Linked DNA regions of Muntiacus reevesi: region 1 is linked to region 2. The links are chromatin contacts, called in public Hi-C maps. All regions are on one chromosome and are shown on one strand. The core of a region is the stretch at or near the end of the contact, and the rest is flanking DNA. Distances in the headings are between cores, read along the strand shown.

The links. Hi-C and Micro-C count contacts between places; a contact is called where the count stands out from the background.
Region 1: a contact with region 2 is called in a Hi-C map of muscle, with 4 times the contacts expected there. The contact joins the promoter of CFAP68 here to the promoter of SDHD in region 2. A contact is called at or near these places in 2 of 3 Hi-C or Micro-C datasets (blood and muscle).

Annotation. Positions count from the first base shown.
Region 1 is chr9:69,348,469-69,354,372 of mMunRee1.1, forward strand. CFAP68 (cilia and flagella associated protein 68) reads right to left here and starts at 3,042. Exons shown (of 4, transcript XM_065944515.1): 1 at 2,695-3,042; 2 at 444-674. The coding sequence starts at 2,736. It overlaps FDXACB1 (ferredoxin-fold anticodon binding domain containing 1), which reads left to right and starts at 3,187. Exons shown (of 4, transcript XM_065944241.1): 1 at 3,187-3,370; 2 at 3,844-4,000; 3 at 4,867-5,070. The coding sequence starts at 3,199.
Region 2 is chr9:69,186,211-69,191,649 of mMunRee1.1, forward strand. SDHD (succinate dehydrogenase complex subunit D) reads right to left here and starts at 3,142. Exons shown (of 3, transcript XM_065944743.1): 1 at 2,999-3,142; 2 at 137-253. The coding sequence starts at 3,050. TIMM8B (translocase of inner mitochondrial membrane 8 homolog B) reads left to right here and starts at 3,171. Exons shown (of 2, transcript XM_065944744.1): 1 at 3,171-3,316; 2 at 4,788-5,184. The coding sequence starts at 3,233. The coding sequence ends at 4,955.

The sequences.
Region 1 (5,904 bases), core at 1,792-4,291, 160 kb after region 2:
ATTTCTGTAGACTAATGAAGTCCAAAGAAAAGCAAGAGAAAAAGCATGATGCTCATCCTTTTATTACCTTGCGGTTGTTTAGTGGCTAAGTCATGTCTAACTCTTTGTAACCCAATGGACTATAGCCCGCCAGGTTCCCCTGTCCGTGGGGTTTCCCAGGCAAGAATACTGGAGTGGGTTGCCATTTCCTTCTCCAGGGGATCTTCCCGACCCAGGGACTGAACCTGCATCTCCTGTCTTGCAGGCGGATTCTTTACCACCAAGCCACCTGGGAAGCCTTACAATAACATAATATTCAGCTTGATAGTAAAGTGGGATAACCATTCACTAAACAGAAGCCTGAAAGATCTCAGCATTGGAAGTTATCAGATTCCTGTTTCTCAAATGGCCATTGCTATTTCTTTTGCTAACAGAAGAAAACAAAGAAGAGAAAGTTCAATTACCTGGGAAGGCAAGGGTTTGGGCTGCACGATATTCTTTATGTCATATCTTTCCTGGTTCCAGTTGCCCATCAAGGTACGGTTTGAATAGGCATCTTCATTAGTGTTGCATCTCCATCCATACTGGAAAAACTTGGACATATCATTCCAATCCGTCCATACTTCAGCATGGCCATTTGCGTTAATGAGGCTGCCATAGTGTGGGTTTGTAAGGAAACAGGCAAGGACCTGTCTCTGGAAAAAGGTGGCAATAGAAAAGTTTGTTGCACAAACCAGAGAGCAGAAAGCATATCCCTTTCTCTTGGCCAAGCATAAGTACACCTTCTAAAGATCTAGACTTTCCTCTCAGTTTAATAGTTATCGTCCTGTTTCCTTCCAAGTTCATAAATTCTTTGACCTACCCTCTCAATCAGCAGTAGTAGATGACTAAATAGATTAAATGCACCCACCCAAAAGGTAAGAGAACTTCAGTACCCTAATACTATTGGATAACTAGAAAATATTCTGGTGATTTTGAGGTGTAAGAATGTAAGGAATAAGTACTGCTATCATCGAAGAGAAGAGAGAGAAGTGAGAGCTGGATAACTAGATAATACGATAGATCAATGATCAACAAAATGATGGTTTCCTTCCTTTCCGCCCAGCTCAAATGCCACATCTTAGGATACAGCGTTCCCTTTTCATGATGCCTTACCTCAAGTTAACTTCTTTCAACTGTCTCACAGAGAACTTTATCTTCACACTTCTATATATCCATAACTTTATACCACATGTTAGAGTTCTTCAAGGAAGTGTGGAATCTTTTACACTGAACTATGCATCCCTTGAGGACAAGATCTGTCACTTTTTCATTACTGCACCCTCTCCCTCTGTATACCCTCCCAATCAATAGTAATTTGCACATATCAGATAACCAATGTCTGAATTTCAACTTTTTGGATAAGGAATCAAAAGCCTAACCATTTCTAATTTTGGTTAAAAGTTCAGTCTGGTTCCTTGGCTTAGGAGCAAGACAATACCTTCTCTGAAGATGAATACTTTGAAGTTGAGGAGCTTGTGATTGAAGATTTTATAGCAGAGTAACAGCAAACCTTACTCTGACATTCCATATTCTTTAAAAGAAGAGATGACACTAAACCTGGCCTTCCCAGTTCACCAGGCAAAGAAAGAATTTAGATCACCCAGATCACCAGGTGGCCATGATTTGGTAGTCATCACCCACCCACCTTTCCACAGCTAGAGACAAAGCCAACACTGTAAGTTTAAAGGTAACTGCCCGCATGTCATGGGCCTTTGTGAAGACAGATGCATGCACTTATGTCAACAAACAGCATGACCACTAAGAGCAGTTGATCCCACAAAGTCCAACAGGCCAAGGACTCAGACTGCAGATCAAGATGACAGTGTCCCTGGGGCTGTTAAGGACAGACATCCCCACCCACTTAGTTGTCCAAACCTGAAACCTGGGGCTTATCTTTGATTCTTGGTTTCTCTTTCAACTCCCTTACATCTATTCAATCACTAGGTCTTGTTGATTTTTGAATCAGTGCACTACCCTCCATCTCCACTACCAAGTTTCAATTCAGATCACTATCAGCCCTAGTCTCCATTACTGCAGTAGCCTTCTATCTGGACTCCTTGCCACCAACCTTGCTCTTCTCCTATCCTTTCTCCATAGGAAAGCATAATTTTTGAAAATGAAAATCTAATTGTGTCATCTCCCTACTTAAAAATCTTTCAGTGGCTGGCCACTGGTTTCAGAGTAAGGTTCAGGCTGTAAAAAATGCCTACATGATCTGGTCCCTGCTTTTCAGTCTCATCTGTTATGCACTCTCCCTCAGACTACATTTCAGTCAAACTCAGCTACTGTGTTTTTCCATCATGCTTTTGCATTTATTGTTACTTCTGCCTTTTCAGTCCTCCTGACTCAGGTAAGGTGTAGTCCCCCCGCCCCCACTTCCCTGAGCTTTCAACTCAGGTGCACTTCATCCACGAAATCTTTCCACTCCATCCCCAAACTTGGTAAGGGTCCTCTTCAGTGTGCTCCTCAGCGACCTGAATAACTCCATTCATGGTACTGCATCTCACTATAGCAGAATTGTCTCTTTCGTCGTGCATCCTCCACCACACTACAAGCTCAGAGAAGTCATAGGCCACATCCTGTTCCTCCATATATCGAACAGCCTTCATAGGCCTGGGGCATAACAGACACTCAACACTTTTTGAATGCATAAAAGGTAGGGGAAAGAAGCACCTGGAAAAACTCCGAATAACAACGATAATCTGTTGCAGTCATGTCGGATGAGATGAAGGCTGTTACAAAATCCTCTGAGTCAGGATGCAGAACACAGCACCATCTCTCCTTGGCCTCAGCCCGGCCCTGCTTCCTTCACTCAGAACTCACTTCACCTTCGACCTGTTCCCCCTCCACCCCTCCCCCACCCCCGAGGCTAGTGACTGCTCAAGACCCTCAGGCAGGTGTGACGAAGTCGCTCAGGGCCGCCCTTGGGCTCAAAAGCATTTAACACTTCCGATGGGGTGAGGGAGTGAGGGAGCTGGGTGGCCGGAGTCTCGCTCTTGCTCTCATGGCTATTTTCCTACTCGGGACGTCGCGACCCCAGTTTGTCAAGACAACCAGACGCTGTTACGCGTCATCAACCAGCTACGTGTGAATAGGTGGGGCCACAAGAGACTCGCGAAGGAAGTGACGTAAAAAAAGAGCGCCTCGGAGAACTTGAGACGGGAGCACGTGGGGGCCATGGCCCCGCGGCGCCTCCTGTTGGTTGGGGAGGGGAATTTCTCTTTTGCCGTCGCTTTGAGTGAGACCCTGGATCCAAACACCAGCCTAACCGCCACCTGTCCCCAGCGCCCAGCGGACCTGGCCCAGGATCTGGTGGCCCAAGAGAACCTACAACGCCTGCGCGAGCGAGGTAGCGAAGCCCAGCCCTCTACGAAGCCCCGCCCAGCTGTGGCGCCCCCCAAAGTGGAAAGGGTGGGAACACTGGGGATTCAGGGAACTTGGCCGTTGCTCCTGGTCTTCCACGGGGCTTCCCAGGTGGCTCTAGTGGTAAAGAACCCGCCTGCCAATGCAAGAGTCGTAACGAGATGAGGGTTCGATCCCTGGGTGGGGAAGATCCCCTGGAGAAGGGCATGGCACCCTATTGCAGTATCCTTGCCTGGAGAATCACTTGGACAGTGGAGCCTGGCCGGCTACAGTCCATAAGGTCTCAAAGAGTCTGACTGGACCAAGGCGACTTCGCACACACTCACTTCATCTTCCCATGGACATTTACAGACAACCTGCTGTGTGCCTGGACTTGGGCTGTTTTGCACCTTGTGTTAGGGAGGGTTTTTCTCTTGTGACATGGCTTTATCACATCCTTCTGTCTATATTTCGTGCCAGGTAACGAGGTACGCTTCGGTGTGGACTGCACCCACCTGGCAGATGCCTTTGAACCGCAAGACAGAGAATTTGATCTAATTTATTTTAACTTTCCGCACTGCGGGCGCAAAGCTGGAGTAGCTAAGAACAGGGAACTGCTTGCCAAGTTTTTCCGGAGGTGAGGAGAGCTGAGCACTCACAAGTGAAATGTTTTTAAGATGTACATTGCATAGTTCCTGCACTCAGACATGTTAGTGTGGGAAATAGGACATATAAGAGAACGTGTTGCTCCAAAGTAACCCACAGTCTAGTTGGAGAGGCAGACGTTTAACCCTAAATGCTAAGTACAAGTGCAAACATGTACTATTGGGCCTTAAAAGGGAGGATCGCCTATTTTTGATAATGCAAAATGATAGTAGCCAGTATAAACTAATTTAGGAGCCAAACTATCTGCATTCAAATCCCCACCCACCACTTAAGAGCTTTGTGGGTTTTGTGATTGTTTACTTGATCCTAATTTGCTTTTGATTCCTCATCCGTAAACGGAAGATATTAACATAACTACCTCATACAATTATTGTGAACTTAAAACAGTGCTTTATACTATTATACCAAAACATGAAACATAGTTATCATGAAACTTTGCACAGAGGCAGTATTTTAAGTTAGTCTTTCAAGTACAAGTAAAATTTTAACAAGCAGGAGGGGAGTGGAACGGACAGCTTTCTAAATGGGAAAGAACAGCCTGATCACTGAATCACATCTAGGAATTTTATAGACATTGACTTTTCAATGAAATATAGGTGAACAATAGCAATGTGAAGCTGGATAACTTTCTGGTCAGCCCCTAGTATTAGTTACGAGTTGAGCATTGAGTTTAAATTCTTACTTACTTCCAGCTCCTTTTTTTGCATGTTTGAAGTCTTAATAGATCTTTGCAAATAGATATGATTGGATTTTAATTATCTCACAGACAAACCATATATATACAGCTAACTCCTACTTGTTTCTGGTAAATGATTGGTGTTTCCTTATCCCCTTTAGCTGTGCAGATGTTCTTGCAGAGGACGGAGAAATCCATGTGGCATTATGTAGAGGACAAGGTGGGACTCCTGCTGATAAGCCAATGAGAGAATGGCACAACAGTTGGCAAGTGGTTGCTATGGCTGCTCTGGGGGGATTCATTTTAAGTGATGTGCATCCCTTCAGCTGTGAGGCTGTGCCAGGGTACAAGTGCACTGGATATAGGTAGGTAATAATAGAGATCTAAGCTTTTTCCATGTCTTTCACTACTGATAAAAAACCCCATTGACACTTTTTCTTGCTAATTTCTTGATTCAGTCTTTAGGATTAATTGCTTTCTTTAACAGTGACAGACTCAATGACTGCTATTTTGCCAGGAGTCAAGATAAGTCCTTTCATATAGAAGGTGCCTTGAACCATATCTTCACCTGGAGCTTACCCTTTGAAAGTTTGCAACCAAGAATCTGTAGGATCAAACTGGGTGACCAGTTTTTTTCTTTTCTGGAACCAGAAGTACTCATAGGAAAACTGAACAGGTAACCTGATTTTACCAGAAACGTAAATAATCAGCCAGTCATACATTGAATGGATGCTACATTAATTGTTAACGATGTTGTGCTGTGAATACTTATAAGTCTGACCTACACAGCCTCTTTATAATTAATATTTTTCATATTATCTGCAAATATCTTATTATATCACTTATATGTGAAATCTAAAAAAAAAAAGGTACAAAACAGAAATAGTTACAGATGTAGAGTACAAACTTACAGTTCTAAAGGGTCGGGGGGTATAAACTGGGAGACTGGGACTGGCTGACACATATTTCTGTATATAAAATATGTAACTAATAAGGACCTGCTGTATAGCACAAGGAACGCTACTCAGTACTCTGTAATGGCCTATATAGAAAAAGAATCTAAAAAAATGAGTGGATAGATGGGACTTCCCAGGTGGTGTTAGTGGTAAGGAATCCATCTGCTAATGCAGGAGATGCAAGAATCATGATTTCGATCCCTGGGTTGGGAAGAGCCTCTGGAGTAGGAAATGGCAACTCAT
Region 2 (5,439 bases), core at 1,892-4,391:
CATTCAACCATGTTAGCATTGTATGCCCAAAAGTGTAGACTAGGTCTTCACTCGACAGAGCTGGACACAAGAGTTCCCCTCAGAGAGCAAGCCCTGCCAAAGGCATGATAATCGGCCCAGACAAAGAGGCACATACCATGGTGGCTGGGTGACAGGTGAATATGCTGTGTTCCACACCATCCTTGGGCAGGTTGGTCCTGGAGAAATGCTGAGACAAGAGCTGGTCTGACCACTGGGGTTCGGAGGAACAGAGCTGAGGAAAGAGACATCAAGGGAATCATAACCACCTTCCCTGTAATGGGATTGAGACTTTCTAAATGACCAGAGATAAGCTGCTGCTGCTGCTCAGCTGCTTCAGTTATGTCTGACTCCGTGTGACCCTATGGACTGCATGCAGCCTGCCAGACTCCTCTGTCCATGGGATTCTCATTGCCATGCCCTCCTCCAAGGGATCTTGCCAACCCAGGGATCGAACCCAGGTCTCCTGCATTGCAGGCCAATTCTTTACCACTGAGCCACCAAGGAAGACCCATAGGTAAGCTACTTAACCCCAAAGAGGGAATAACCATCTAATCTGTAAAATGTGGACAGCATCTACTTCACTGGCTTGCTGTGAGACTAGACTAAGCAGCCATGGAAAGACTGATAAATCAACGAGCACTTCTGCAAAAAGGGCTTCACTCGGACCAATTCTTAAAAATTAATTATGGCTCTTTTATCCTCTCATTCATCTACTCATCCAACAAAATTTTACTACACACAAAATTATGCTCTGCACAACAGCAAGAGAGATAAAGACAAAGTCTTTGTCTTCAAGTAATTCAGCCTAGCTTGGGAAATACCACTTTCTTTTTCAAGATCAATTTCTGTGCTTGCACTCTTGAACTCATCCCTTTCTGTCCTCTTATAGATCTTGTCTCTTGATTGAAAACTAGGCAGACCTAAGAACACCCAAGCCTATCAATACCGGCCATGAGATAATGGGCAATTAAGTTAAATAGGCTCTCCAAGCCTCAATGTCCTCATTTGTAAAATGAAAACATTGGTACTTACTTCATAATACTCTGCTGAAAATTAAATAATATATGTAAGATGTTCAGCCTAAGTCCCACAATGTTATAAACACTCAATAAAAGATAATTTCTCTCCTGTATCTTTAACCCCTCCTTTCTTCCTACTGACCATTTTCCCTCAACTGATGTAATATACTTAACCCCTCCCTTCATCCTATGTCCTATAATGCCCATGCAGTCCTCCCCTCCTTTCTTCTCTTTCTAAACATGCTTCTTTAAAGTGTTGTCTAAATCACGTTGACTTCCTCACTTCCCTAAAATTCTTCGAGGCCTGCAACTTGTCCTCATCCCCACCAAAGCTGCCTTCATGAATCACCAATGTTCTCATGTGGCCACATCCAACAGTCTTCATCTTACTGGGCCTTTCTGCACCATGAGGCACTGGTGGCCGCTTCTCCCTTCTTTTCTCTGACAGAACTCTCTTCAGCTTCTCCCTTTGATTCTCTGATCATTATATATCAGTCTCCTCCTGCATCTGCTCTTAAATGCTCACCCAGGAGTCTATCATCTGCCCTTTGCTCTCCTTGCTGCCTAGACCCACCCCTAGACATTTTGTCCACTCAACTTTTAGAGCCTTTAGGTTGGTGACACTCAACTCTGTACCACCAGGCCTGATCTCTCGCCAGAATTCTGGAAGTTTGAGTACCTGCAAGCTCTCTCCCCTGAGTTACCACACCTGGTCCTCAAACTCACTATGGCAAAAACTAAAATCACCGTTCAACTTGATTTCTCATTCAGACTTGCCTCTCATTTGCATGTTCCTCATTTTATTTAATGATACCCCAGTCACTCTTCAACCTAAGCCAGAAATCTGGAAATCATGTAAGACTTCCCTTCTAAATTCAGCCAAATACCAAACCATACTAATATAACTCCTTAGCATTTCTTGAGGCAATCTTCTCTTACGTATTACTTTCCAAGTTAAGGAGCTCACCATACCTGCCTAGACTACTACAATAAGTGTCTCAATTCACCTCCTAACTTAGGTCTTAGCTTGTCCCGTCTCCCATAATGGCCATCAATAAATCACCCAGTTACCAAGGTGGTAAATCTAACTGCAAATCTATGTCAAATCTTTCACCGGCTCCCCTTCACACAAAGAAAAATGCATATTCCACATCAAGACAAATTTTTCTGAGATTTGACTTCAGTTCACTTTTCCAAAACCAACTCATTCCTCACCTTGAGCTTCATGTTCTAATATCCGATTTGTTTTCTCTCACAAAAAGCAGTTTCTATGCCTTTCATCATTGCGTCTGCTCATCCCACTAGCTCTAACTGTAATGCCCTTCTTCCTGTGGGCTTCCTTACCCTCAAGACTCAATCAGGTACAGCTCCTTCAGGAAGTGAGACAGGATAATCCTTCCAAAACACAGAGCTAGTATAGTCCTCTGGACTGGCATACAACTTAGATACTGTGCTGCAGTTTCTGCTTCATGTCATATTATGCTTATATGAGTTTTTCCTGTAAAAATGGAAACTCTTTAAGGGTTGGAACTACGCTTTCTCACATTTTTAACCCATCATACTACAGTACCTTGTATAACACAAATGCCCCCTTAAATGATTAGCGAACTGAACTCCAAGGGAAACGACCAATAGGTAAATTGGGGCTTAGGCACTGACACTCTTTCCTGATTCAGGGTGGGAACATTCCAAAGACAGGGAATGCGGAGAAAAAGACAACTGTGAACACAGCCGCAGCAGGACTATAACTTTCAAACTACCCCATCACCACGTCAGCCCAGAGCAGGGGAAACATGCACTCGAGTGGACATCTGGACCCGAAGAGAACGCTGGTCAAGCTGTGGCCAAAGGAAAGGAGAGACCCCCTGTTCAAAAGGTCTCACCGCCCAGCAGACGAATCCTAACCGCATCCCTTCCCCCGGCTGGAGGCTGTGCTAAGAACCTCCGGCTGCCCTCACCTCGCCCTTCTCTGGCGCCGCAAAGGACACTCAGCCTCCAGAGAGTCGCCATGTCGCTCCTGAAGGTTCAAGGTTAACCAGCAACCCGGAAGCAGTCATACGACAACATCCGCCCGCGATGACGGGAAGAAAACATGGAAAAGGAAAACGCCGCGTGAACCGGAAGTCGGGGTCGGCGGACCCGCCGCACATGCGCAGATAACTCTTCGGAAGGTCGGTAACCGGACACAGACGATGGCGGAGCTGGGTGAGGCGGACGAAGCCGAGTTGCAACGCCTGGTGGCGGCCGAACAGCAGAAAGCGCAGTTCACTGCACAGGTGCGGGGACAGGGACTAGTGTGAAGAGAAAGGAGGATGAAGTACAAGTCCCGGGCACTCGCGGAGCTCTGAACGCTGGCGGCGCGGGCCGGCCGCCCGCCACTCCGTGCTTGCTGCGCGTGGTTCTGCTCACTAAAGAAACGAGTCACTTCTGCCGCTGGTGACCTGCAGTGCTCAGGTGCCCTGTGAGCCTAGCGTAGGGGAAAGAGAAGGTGTAAAGCGAAGCAAAAAGGTTCGGGCGACGCAAGTGCACGGAAGCCTAGTTTGGTGGCGAGCTCTCTAGGCTGGCATTGGGAGGACCCAACTTCTCATACTGCTCTGTCGCCTACAGGCCACGTGCCCCTAAACACAACACCCATCCACCGTTAGGTCTTGGTTTCACAGTCGCCTGCTGTCTCACAGGATGTCGAGGATCATATGCAATAATGTATTTGAAAACGATAGAGTAGTAGAGCATCATTGGATGAAAGTGGGCCCTGAAGTAGTCAGTCTAGACTATCAGGTTAGAACAAGAGCTTCGGAGCATGGTTCCAGCCCCGGCGTTGACCTTTACTAACTGCATGATTTTGGACTTCTTACTTACCGTGCCTCTTAAATGGAGGTGACATTCTTTAGGACCTCAAAAAGAATTGACGTACTACTTAGGACCCCAGCCTCCCGAAATAGTTAAGCCCTTGGTAAATGGTTACTCCCCGCCGGGAGTGGAGTTGGTGGGAAGGGGAGGGCTCGCGGAAGATAAGTGGCGAGAACCCTGGTTGGAAATCTTTGGACCTGAACATTTTGAAAGCACACACATTTCCTGTGAGCATTTTTCTGTAGAATGGGTCCATAACCTTCATTGGATTCTCAACTTATGTCCCTGACCCCCAAAAGGTTAACAACTTAAGAACTTCTAAGGAATAGGCTTAGAATGAGATGAGTGCAGTGGTTTGGGGGAATTAATTGGTACCATAGCTTTCCCAGCTTACACTGGTGTTAGCTTGGAAATAAAGAAGGTATCAATTCTGCCTGCAGTTTTTACAATCTGATTAAGGACGTGACACAGAAAATAATGGTGCTGTCAAGGAGGTGATGATAAACTGGAAAAACCTTTAGGGAGGAGTATTGAGGGCTAAGTTAAGTATGCTGTGTGTGAACCTACCTCATTGAAACACATTGGTTGGGTGTTAAATAAGGGAGTGCCCTGAGTGACTGACAAAGAAACATGCATTAGGCCCAGCACTGGGGTGACTTGATCAAAAGTACCTATTTTTCAGTTACTGAGGAGGAGAAAACTAGACAAGGAAAGGATGAAAGTATTGTTACAGGGTAGGAATGAGGAGTTGGACTGTATTGGTGACAAATCAGGAAGTGAGGAAAGAGTCAAAGAACAGTTTAGTCAGGTGACAGAAAGTGAGAAAAATGGGAAGGAAATTCAGAGATAAAGCCTGTCAGCAGACCTCAAATAGTTATTTTTTTTCTTTCCTCTTAGGTGCATCACTTCATGGAGCTATGTTGGGATAAATGTGTGGAGAAGCCAGGAAATCGCTTAGACTCTCGCACTGAAAATTGTCTCTCTAGCTGTGTGGACCGCTTCATTGACACTACTCTTGCTATCACCAGTCGGTTTGCCCAGATTGTACAGAAAGGAGGGCAGTAAGCCATCCCCTGGAAGAATGACACAAGCAGCAAAGGACTTACTAAGCAGACTGAAGGGCCAGTGGGGGAAGGTTGTCAGCCCTCTGTCAGGTTAACTTCAGGCTGTTACCAAGCCTGTTGGTGCTAAAAAGTAACAGATCAAATGTTCAAAAAGTGAAATTTATTTATTGGGAATTCAGAAATTCCATCTTGTATCACAACAATTTATTCAATAAATGTGAATTCTCCAACTCTCTTTGTAAATCCCATTTTGGGATTTAATATATAGATCTCTGATTAGTAGGAACATTAGAAATAAGTATGTTCCAAGGCCACTAGTCGTGCAAATGAGAGATCTTAGGTTTTGAAGAGCCATCCTAAGCCATATTGAAGGGGGTGGGAAGAACCATCAAAAGCCTTATTAGCCTTAAGGCATCAAAGAGAATTTGGGGTTGAGAAAGGTGAAGAACAGAAAACAGCTTTATTGCTTATACATGACCAGGAAA